Regions from separate parts of the Callithrix jacchus genome. Here all the other regions are linked to region 3. The links are chromatin contacts, called in public Hi-C maps. All regions are on one chromosome and are shown on one strand. The core of a region is the stretch at or near the end of the contact, and the rest is flanking DNA. Distances in the headings are between cores, read along the strand shown. Region 1 overlaps LOC118145596. Region 2 overlaps P2RY2 (purinergic receptor P2Y2). Region 3 overlaps ATG16L2 (autophagy related 16 like 2).

The links. Hi-C and Micro-C count contacts between places; a contact is called where the count stands out from the background.
Region 1: a Hi-C map of skeletal muscle shows a contact between it and region 3, with 3 times the contacts expected there. The contact joins two enhancer-like sites. A contact is called at or near these places in 2 of 3 Hi-C or Micro-C datasets (both in skeletal muscle).
Region 2: a Hi-C map of skeletal muscle shows a contact between it and region 3, with 6 times the contacts expected there. The contact joins two enhancer-like sites. A contact is called at or near these places in 2 of 3 Hi-C or Micro-C datasets (both in skeletal muscle).

What each region holds. Positions count from the first base shown.
Region 1 is chr10:67,774,328-67,777,174 of calJac240_pri, reverse strand. LOC118145596 reads left to right here. Exons shown (of 5, transcript XR_013523262.1): 5 at 1-99. Among named protein-coding and RNA genes, the nearest start is that of P2RY2, 36 kb to the right of the region's middle. Within about 2 kb of position 1,419, at least 2 of the 16 cell types and tissues checked have an H3K27ac peak or open chromatin away from gene starts, as enhancers often do. A contact at or near this core is called in skeletal muscle, where this site is marked.
Region 2 is chr10:67,720,352-67,723,566 of calJac240_pri, reverse strand. P2RY2 (purinergic receptor P2Y2) reads left to right here. Exons shown (of 2, transcript XM_035265516.3): 2 at 1-3,215. Among named protein-coding and RNA genes, the nearest start is that of P2RY2, 18 kb to the left of the region's middle. Within about 2 kb of position 1,401, at least 8 of the 16 cell types and tissues checked have an H3K27ac peak or open chromatin away from gene starts, as enhancers often do. A contact at or near this core is called in skeletal muscle, where this site is marked.
Region 3 is chr10:68,131,382-68,134,625 of calJac240_pri, reverse strand. ATG16L2 (autophagy related 16 like 2) reads left to right here. Exons shown (of 18, transcript XM_035264156.3): 4 at 1,347-1,420; 5 at 1,719-1,970; 6 at 2,151-2,216; 7 at 2,527-2,652. Among named protein-coding and RNA genes, the nearest start is that of STARD10, 22 kb to the left of the region's middle. Within about 2 kb of position 1,500, at least 9 of the 16 cell types and tissues checked have an H3K27ac peak or open chromatin away from gene starts, as enhancers often do. A contact at or near this core is called in skeletal muscle, where this site is marked.

The DNA.
Region 1 (2,847 bases), core at 170-2,669, 360 kb after region 3:
CAAAACTTCGTGCATATACTAAAAACCATTGAATTGTATACTTTAAATGGGTGAATTGTATGCTATACAAATTATATATCAATAAAGCTGTCATAAAAACAACAGCAGCATTTTTAATGTCTGGGGACATTCCTTTGTACAGCTGTATCATAATTGATTTAGATTTCTATTGCTGGAAATTTATGTTTTCTATTAATTCTTTCATTTCAAAATATTTCAAACACAGGCAAAAGTGAATTGAATGATGTAATGAACCCCTGTGCCCATCACCCACTTCAACAATTACCAACACAGTTTCTGCTTTTACCCACATTGATTCAATGAACATATTGTTCATGTCTTTGTCCACATTCTACATTCCACACTATTTCCTTTCATTTATACTGAATTCAATTCCACTCAAAGCGCTTCCTCAAACCCTCACAACGCCCTCCCAGCATGCTGTAGTGATATGATGGATCCAACCTTGCCCTACCCAGTCTGATGGGGGCTCCCGGTCTGGTGGGGGAGATGGATACTGGATTGGAGTGATCTGTAGGGATGGAGGCTGTGTAAGTAGAGAGAGCCCTTACCCTATTACCCAGGAAGGGCATCTCGCACTGGACTCTCCCTATCCAAAGAGGCTGTTTCCCACACCTCTGCCCAGCCCTGCCTTTCTCCTCTCCTGCCACACGGGGGCGTTAGAGTCACCCTTCCACAGCTGCCTCTGGAGGTACTCCCATCAGCAACTTGGATGGGTGGCTAGGGTGGGATCTGTGCCTTCTGCAGGTGATCCCAGCCTGGTGATGGCCCTCTCTTGGCCTGAGACTCCTCATGTGGAAGATGAAAGAGGTGGATGCTGTGAGTCCTGTGGTCCTCCAGCACTTCAGTCCGGCCTCCCACAGAGCCAGCTCTCAGCAGCAATGTGCTTGGAGCTCCACTCCCAGCACCTGTTTCTGGATGGCCTGGGGGATCCACCTGAGTGCCGCTTTCATTCCAGGTCCCAGGTGAGACTGACGCTTACTCAAGCAACCCACCTCCTTTTTATAGAGCCCTGCATGAGGCAGCTCACCACCCACAAGGAGGGACTTAGGCAGCAGATTTGCTGAGGCGTAAGGGTTTGCCCAGTGCAGCCTCACAGCTTCCCCCTTCTGGGAGCCACCCACATGTGGGCAGCCTCAGGGACCCCGGCTCTAGGAGCAAGATCCGGTTGAGGGTCGAGGAAGGGCAAGTGAGTCACTGGGACTTCCAAAGCCCAGCCTAAGTGATGTCTGGCCCAGCCCAGAAATCTGGTCTCCAGTGGGCATGGCCTGCAGGACCGTGAGGGCAGATGTGTGTGGCATAGCTGAGGGCTGAGTCAAGGGACAGGGTGTTTGCTTTCCTGAGAGGGCTTCTCCAGAATGGAGGCATCGCCAGCCTTGCAGCTTCTCCTGTCTCTGCCAAGGCAAGGGTGGTGGGTCAGTTTCTGCGCTCTGTTAGGGTGCCTGTCCCTCCCTGGGTGCTCCCTCAGCTACAACCCTCTCCACCTTCCATGCCTTTCACTCATCCCAGCCCTCCCCAGGATGCCTCCTTTCATCCAGCGAGCTGGCTGCTACCAGTCGGGGCACAAGCCACTCCCAAACAGTTCAGTCCCTAGGGGAAGGAAGGACCAGCTCACACATCCTGAGTGCCTACTGTGTGCCAGGCAGGCCTGTGTGGCACACTTGTATTGTTATCAGCTTCTTTCTCACAGCAGAGTCTCATGAGGCAAATATTATCCCACTCATTCCACAGAGGAGGAAGTGAAAGCTGGCCCTGCAGTATGAAGACTCAGGCCCAGACTTGCCGCCTCCTGCCTGCATCTCCCTCCACCTAGGTCTCTTTCTGTCTTTCTGCCTGCGGAAAGCTCACACTCTGAATCATCCTGCATGGCTCTTACCCTGCCCACTACATCCTTGCTGCTACTCACCTCCTGCATCCCCTGTACCCAACCAATAGCACACATGCCCACAAGCTCACATGCACCAAGATGGGTACACTGATCAACATAGGTGCACATGCATATTCCAGTCCTGACACTTATCCACTGTGCGATCTTGAGCAACTCCCTTAACCTCTCTGAGCCTCAGTTTTCTCATCTCATAGGAGTTGTTATGAGAATTAAATAAGGTACTGCATGTAACACTCCTAGTTCCTTGCCTGGGCATAGTGCTCAATAAAGATTAGCTATTTTTTAAACTTTAGCTACTTTTATTTCATCATTATTGTATACATGCATCTTTGTTCACTTTTTACACATGTAACAAGAGACATGCAGTAGACACACAGGCCCGGGGACCCACGCACACCTATGTGCCCAGTCAGGAACCCACAATAAAACAGCCAGCCACCTCGTATATTGGGTGCCCATATGCCCATGCCAGGTTCTACTGCAGATGGGAGTTGAGGATACCTGTGAACAGGAGAAGACAGGGGCCCTGGCCTTGGGGTCCACCCAAGCTACAAATGAGTTTCATGCTCAAAGTGTGATCTTTAGGCCTATCTGGGACCTTGTTAGAATCTTGAAGAATCTCGTACCTGACCCCAGATCTTCTGAATCACGATCTGTTTTTGGTTTTGTTTTTTTTTTTTTTTAAGAGATGGAGTCTCACTCTGTCAGTGACAGACTACAGTGCAGTAGTACAATCATACTGAATAGCTCACTGCAGCCTTGAACTCCCAGGATCAAGCAATGCTTCTGCCTCAGCCTCCCAAGTAGCTGGGACTACAGGCACATGACACCACATCCAGCTAATTTTTTAAAAAGCTTTTGTAGAGACAGGTGGAAGTCTTGTTATGTTGCCAGGACTGATCTCAAAGTCCTGGCCTCAAGTGATCCTCCCTCTTTGG
Region 2 (3,215 bases), core at 152-2,651, 410 kb after region 3:
CGAAAATTTAACAATTGGTTCTTGCAAGCAGGTACAAGTCACTCTAGCACATCATTGGATAATGCCGAGTGGCTGGGCCTGTGAGCTGGGGATCAGGGAAGGGTTCCTGGAGTGGAGAGACTCCTGAGTTGTAGCTTCTGAGAAAAGCAGCTCACCAGGAGAACACCCACATGCAGGATGCCTCCCAGGCAAAGACATGGGGCAAGAGGGCAGGGTGTACAGGAGCCATAAGCAGTCTGGACAGCTGGCTCTAGGCTGAAGGTAGGGTTGGAGCTAGGTCACAAGGAGGCCAAGTCAGGGTTCCCTCCTTGCCCTGACCCTAAGGATTCCTTTGCATTGGGGGTAAATATGAAAGAGACTCAGTCCACCTCCTATCCATCCTCTTCCTTCTGGGAAAATCCCAGATACATGGCAGGATGGTGCTCAGGCTGGGTCAGGACTTAGCATGGGGAAGATGGGTCTCATCCATGATAGGTTCTGGGTCTAGCCAGGACCACTCCGGGCTGATGTGTGGAGCTCAGCTGGACAGGGCCCAGCCCTAACCTTTGAACAGGGATAGGGCAAAGCTGACAGGCCTCACTCTTGATCTGAAGGACAGGGACCCGCTCCTCTCCCACTCTCCTTGTGGGCCCACTCTGCCTGCCTCTGACCTCTCTACCCTTCCCACGCTCCCAAGGCATCCCCAAAGGTTGTTGTATTTGGAGCCTGACTCCACAGCGCCCTCATGTGACAGAGACCCATCACAGACTGTAACCCAAATGATTACTTTGCACTGTGCCATGTGGGTGACATGCCCAGAATAGTGTGAGATATTCACCTCTCACATTCTAGGTTCTATACTTCTGTTAATGTAGCCAATGTCCTTCTGAGCATTTTTTTTTTTTTTTTTGAGACGGAGTTTCACTCGTTACCCAGGCTGAAGTGCAATGGCACGATCTCGGCTCACCGCAACCTCCGCCTCCTGGGTTCAGGCAGTTGTCCTGCCTTAGCCTCCCAAGTAGCTGGAATTACAGGCACGTGCCACCATGCCCAGCTAATTTTTGTATTTGTAATAGAGATGGGGTTTTGCCATGTTGGCCAAGATAGTCTCAAACTCCTGATCTCAAATGATCCACCTGCCTCAGCCTCCCAAAGTGCTGGGATTACAGGTGTGAGCCACTGCACCCGGCCCTTCTGAGCTTTCTTAGTGACTGCCTCTTACAAACCATCCTTGAGCCTTTCCTGCAGACCCGAGCCACTCCCTTTTCTACCAACTGCTGCTCAAGCTGAACCTCATCCCAGTTTATAGGGATCCCCTCCCCAGGTGAGCTTTGCTGGTTGAGAGTGTGAATGCTGAGCTCTGACCCTCTCAGCCCTGCTTAGACCTGGAGGCGGGATTGTATCCCATGATTTTGGGGGCCCTTGAGTGTGCATCTGTGGTTGGGGTAGGCTAGGACCTCCCCAAGCCCAAGTTCCCTGGTCACCATTCTTCTCATGTCCTGCCCACCTACCCTCCTGCATCTGCCCCAAACCAGACACCATGGTGGATGGAGACAATACCATTGCCTAGAGCCTGGAAGCTCTCCTTGAACCACTGCCTGTAGATTTCTTGGGACATAGGACCATAAGGACACAGGAGGGGCTTATTCACCTTCTAATCCTGTGGCAGGCGCAGGTGGGGGTGAATACTGGAGACCCTGGGCAAACCAGGGATGGCGCAAGACCCCACCTCGGGAACCCTGTTGGACTGCCTGGCCCCTTGGTATGCACAGCCGGCCTTGCTGCTCAATGCCCAGGCCACTCACCTTGAGGGTGAGGTTCCTGCCCTGATGCCTCATGCTATTTTCGGCCCAAGTAAGACTAGAATTTTCCATTCCTGGCCCCAGACCATTGTCCAGCAGTGATGTGGGGGGAACCTGCCTGCCCTCAAAATATCTTCTCTTACCCTCCAGGCCTCCCTGCCCCCTCTACACCTCCCTAACCTGACATCACTTCCTGGGCTGTTGACTCATGAAGGCCACTGTGAAAGGGCACGTGACTCGCCCAGCCACCCGGCTGACCCTAGGGATTATCCAGCCCAGCTGCAGACTCAAGGCCAGAGACGGGTGGGGCTGAGCTCAAGGTCATTCAGCAGGTCAGCGTGGCGCCTGGATATAAGCCAGTGCCTTGGTGGCGATTCTGCTGTCACTCACATTGCCCAGCTCTTCTTGCCCAGGGTGACTGGAATGGAGCCATAGAGCTGAGGCCAGGGACAGGGCAGAGATAGGAGGAAGGGGAGGGTGGAGAGTTGAGTGCTGGGGAGTAAATGTTGGCGGATGTGCCTGCAGCAGCTGTTCTCGATGAACTGCGTGACATCAGGGCCGGGTCCCTGGCACACAGGAGTCTGCCCTGGCTGGCAGATGTCCCAGGACCCAGGAGGGAGGGGGTCATCCCAGGGGACATTTCCACTTTTACCCCAAAAGGTTAGAAGAGGCCCTAAACAACATGTTATCCACACATGGCTGCTCCAGTACAAGCCACCAGAGCTACCTCTTTGCCACCCTTGTCATGGCAGATTTGGGCTGCTGTGTTTAGAATCAGGCACATGGGGGAGAGAAGTCGTGTATTGACCCATGTCCCATGCACCCTGCGGGACCTTCCCATCTATGTTGTATGGTGGATGCTTCACAGCAACCCTGGGAAGTAGATGTTATGATCCCATTTAGCAGATGAGGAAACAGGAGAAGTGAGGACTTGCTCTGAGTTATCCAGGCCACCAGGTCGAGTCAGTGAGTCCAGGCCACCTCATGGCCAGAGTCATGCCTTTCAGTGCCCCACCACGCTCACAACCCTGCAGGGCAGGAGGGTCTGTAATTCAAGATGGCATGATTCAAGGTGACAGAGGTGGTGTAGCAAGGATGTGAGGACACAGATGCTCCACCCAGACCACCTCAGTGTCCCTGTTGTCCCCACTTTCCTGGCTGGGGCCCCTTGGGCAAGTTACCTAATCCTGCAGCACCTCAGTTTCCCATTTCCAAAATGAGATGCTACCTTCCACTCAGGGCACTGAGGGGCTTCCCTACATTGTTAGCGTGAAGTCCTCCTCACAGTGCCCAGTGTGTGGTCAGCATTTATGTGGCTGGCACTGGGCCGGGGCTACGGAGGCCAAGCAGTTGGGCCCTGCCCTCGCAGAGTTGACATCACTTAGTATGTAACCACATTGGGCTACATGTTCTGAAGGAGAGGATGGTGTGCCT
Region 3 (3,244 bases), core at 251-2,750:
GGCAGGAGAATCACATGAACCTGGGAGGCGGAGGTCGCAGTGAGTTGATATCAAACCATTGCACTCCAGCCTGGGTAACAAGAGCGAAACTCCGTCTCAAAAAAAAAAAAAAAAAAAAAGGTATACAATAAACTTGAATAGTGTAACACAACATAATTGAAAGCAAGTGACAGGTGAAAAAGTGGAGGTGTTTATCAGATTGCTCAGTGGTGAAAAGAATTATGTTATAAATGGGGCCAACTATGAATAAAGGTGCCCCACCCCGCATGTGCAGGTTCCCTCTCCACAGATTCACTCACATAGGGTGTCATGTCAGTGCAGGTGCCAGCACCAACCTTGCTCCTCAGTCTGTCCTCACCAGGCCCACATGAGAAGAACACAGGAAGATTAGCAACAAGGCGGTCTGTACCAGAGGCGCCTCTGGCCCTCATGTTCTCTTGCCACCCTGGTCGGAGCTGCCTTGCCTGGGGTCTGTCTCTCCCATCAACCCTGCTTGGCTCTGGGTTGAAGGCATGTCAATGAGGCAGGGGTGCAGATGAAATGGCCCTGGGCTGCCAGGCTGCTCCCGTATTGAGAGGAGAGGTCCTGGGCTGCCAGGCTGCTTCTGTATTGAGTCTGGACCCTGGCTCCCCAAGTTCATGCCTGATCTTAGTGTTATTTGCTCTGCGAAGGGCTTCTCGCTGCTGAGACCTGTGCTTGGGCAGGCCTGGGTTGGACGAGGCCAGGAAGCAACTGGGAGGAGTGGAGAACAGAACTCACATCGCCTGACCAGTGCTTTGCCTGGAGGCTGATGCAGTTAGGTGGCTTGGGCTCAAATCTCTTAGCTACCTGACTTTGGGCAAGGCACTTAAAACTCTCTGTCGTTGCCCTAGTCTGCGAAGGGAGAGTGGTAGTGCCAGGCTCTTGGTGTGGTGAGGAGGGAAGAAGTATGTGGCGTGCTGGGAGCATCATGGCGCCCGAGCGCCGGATGGGCATTTGCCAGCGGCTGCACTGGGAGTCCTGATTCTGCATGGCGCTGGGAGCGGAGCGCTGGCTTCTCACTCTTCAGGCGGGGCAGTGGAGGGGGTTGCTCTTGCCAGAGAGGTTCCTAGTAGGATAGCAGAGAAACGAAGCGGCCCGGCGAGGATTGAGACCCAGGGCTGAATCCAGAGCACGAGGCCCTTCCACTGCTCCACATATAGCAGCCTATCCCTGTGCAAGGTCCCAAACCTGTGTGGGGCTCAGCTTTCTTTTTAGGAAGGGGGCGGGCAGGGGAGCAGCCGACTGTCCCTTAGCGCCTTTGGCCTGGGAAGGACTGGAGGCCTGGAGAGGCCTCAGCGCCGCGGTGCCCACCTGTCTGCCCCCAGATGGCCTACCAGGTGGTGGAGAAGAGCGCGGCCCTGGGCACCCTGGAGTCGGAGCTGCAGGAGCGGCGAAGCAGGTGAGGCGCGGGCGCGGGTGGGACTGACAGGGAGGCCCGGGGCCAACTACGACAAAGGCAGGGGAATGGCACCAGCCAAGAGCTTTCCCCATGTCCTCCCGAACGCCCCCTGAGCCCATCAGTTGGTGCCAGAGAAGCGAACGGCAGGGCTCTGAGGGCGAAGGCTTGGGGGACACCTGGCTTAGCCACCCGGCTGGCCCCGTGGCAGGGGCAGGTCTGTCTTGGCCCCAAGGCAGGTTCCCACTAGGCAGTGACGGGGGAGTCTAGGGACCCGCCATCCACTCTCTCCATCCTTCAGGCTGGCGGCCCTAGAGGCCCGCGTGGTGCAGCTGAGAGAGGCGCGGGTGCAGCAGGCCTGGCAAGTGGAGGATCAGCGGGTACAGAACGCCGCGCAGCGGCAAGCTTATGAGGCGCTGCGCGCGCACGCCGGGCTCCAGGAGGCGGCACTGCGCAGGCTCCAGGAGGAGGCGCGCGACCTGCTGGAGAGGCTTGTGCAGCGCAAGGCCAGCGCCGCGGCTGAGCGCAACTTGCGCAACGAGCGCCGGGAGCGGTGAGGCAGAGACCCCGCCCCTTCTGAGGAACGGCCCCGCCCCTGCAGGGAGGAGTCGGGACTCTCAGTTGTCTGGAAGGGAGGAGGGCCGCAGCCGCCCCCTAGGGGAAGGGACCGGGTCGCGCCCCGCCTCCGCGCGAGGCTTCGCGCCAGCTCTCGGGACGCTTTTCACTCAACCAGGGCCAAGCAGGCGCGGGTGTCCCAGGAGCTGAAGAAGGCTGCCAAGCGGACCGTGAGCATCAGCGAGTAAGAGTGGGAATGGGCCAGTTCGACCCTTGGGTTCTGCCTCCCATCCCCGCCTGCCAGCGGCGACCCAGGCCGTCGACTGTACTTGTATATTGTGCACAGCCCAGTCCCACGACCCTCAAGTGGTCGGGGCCCACGGGACACCTGCAGAGAACTGTGTGGTCTTAGGAGCCTGCATGCGTGCCCGCTGCACTTGTGCCCACACAGAACTCTCTTCACTGGGAATTCCAGTCTTCACCGTGTCCTGTGCTGGGGAAAGGAGCGGTTGGCTTGGTCCCTTGGCCTTTCTGAGCTTCATTACCTCTCCCAGGAGCCCGGACACCCTAGGCGATGTGATAAGGGAGAGAACTGAGACTCTGGCCCTGGCCCTGGCCCTGGCCCCTGAGCCAGAGCCCCTGGAGAGTAAGGCTTGTGAGAAGTGGAAGAGGCCCTTCAGGTGAGGACCCAGGTGACGGTCCCAGAGCTCTAAGCTGAGCCCCAGCCCAGAGGCTGCCAGGGTTTTTCTGTTGGACCTTGGAGTCAGCTCTTGGGTTGGGAGGGGGTTCGAGGAGAGGTCGGAAAGCTCAGACCTTCCAGGACTAGTCTGCCCTCCATTGTCTAGAGCCACTTGGGGTCAGTTCTATCTCACCCCAATCCCTACCCTCAACCCTTTTCCTCCTTCCTGGAATCAGAGCTCTGGGAGTGGGGTTTCAGGCTTGTGAATAGCTATCACCAGGAGGGAACCTGTGGGCAAAGCCCAGAGCCCAGCCATGCCAGGTGTGTGTGTGCAGCCATAGGTGTGCAAGCATGTGCATCTGCAGGGACATGAGGCACAGGTGTGTACAAGCTTGACTGAGCCCATGTGTGTGTGACCATATAAGCATGTGTAGATGTGTGCTCACACTGGTGGGACTGGATTGGGCATCAGTCCTTGGGTGCCCCTCTACAGAGTCTCCCCCATCTTTCTTGATTTGCCTGTCATTGAGGCTGCCCTCTCTGGGCCCCATTCCCCAGCCTAATGCCTCTTCTCAGTCTTTCCTTGCAGGTCC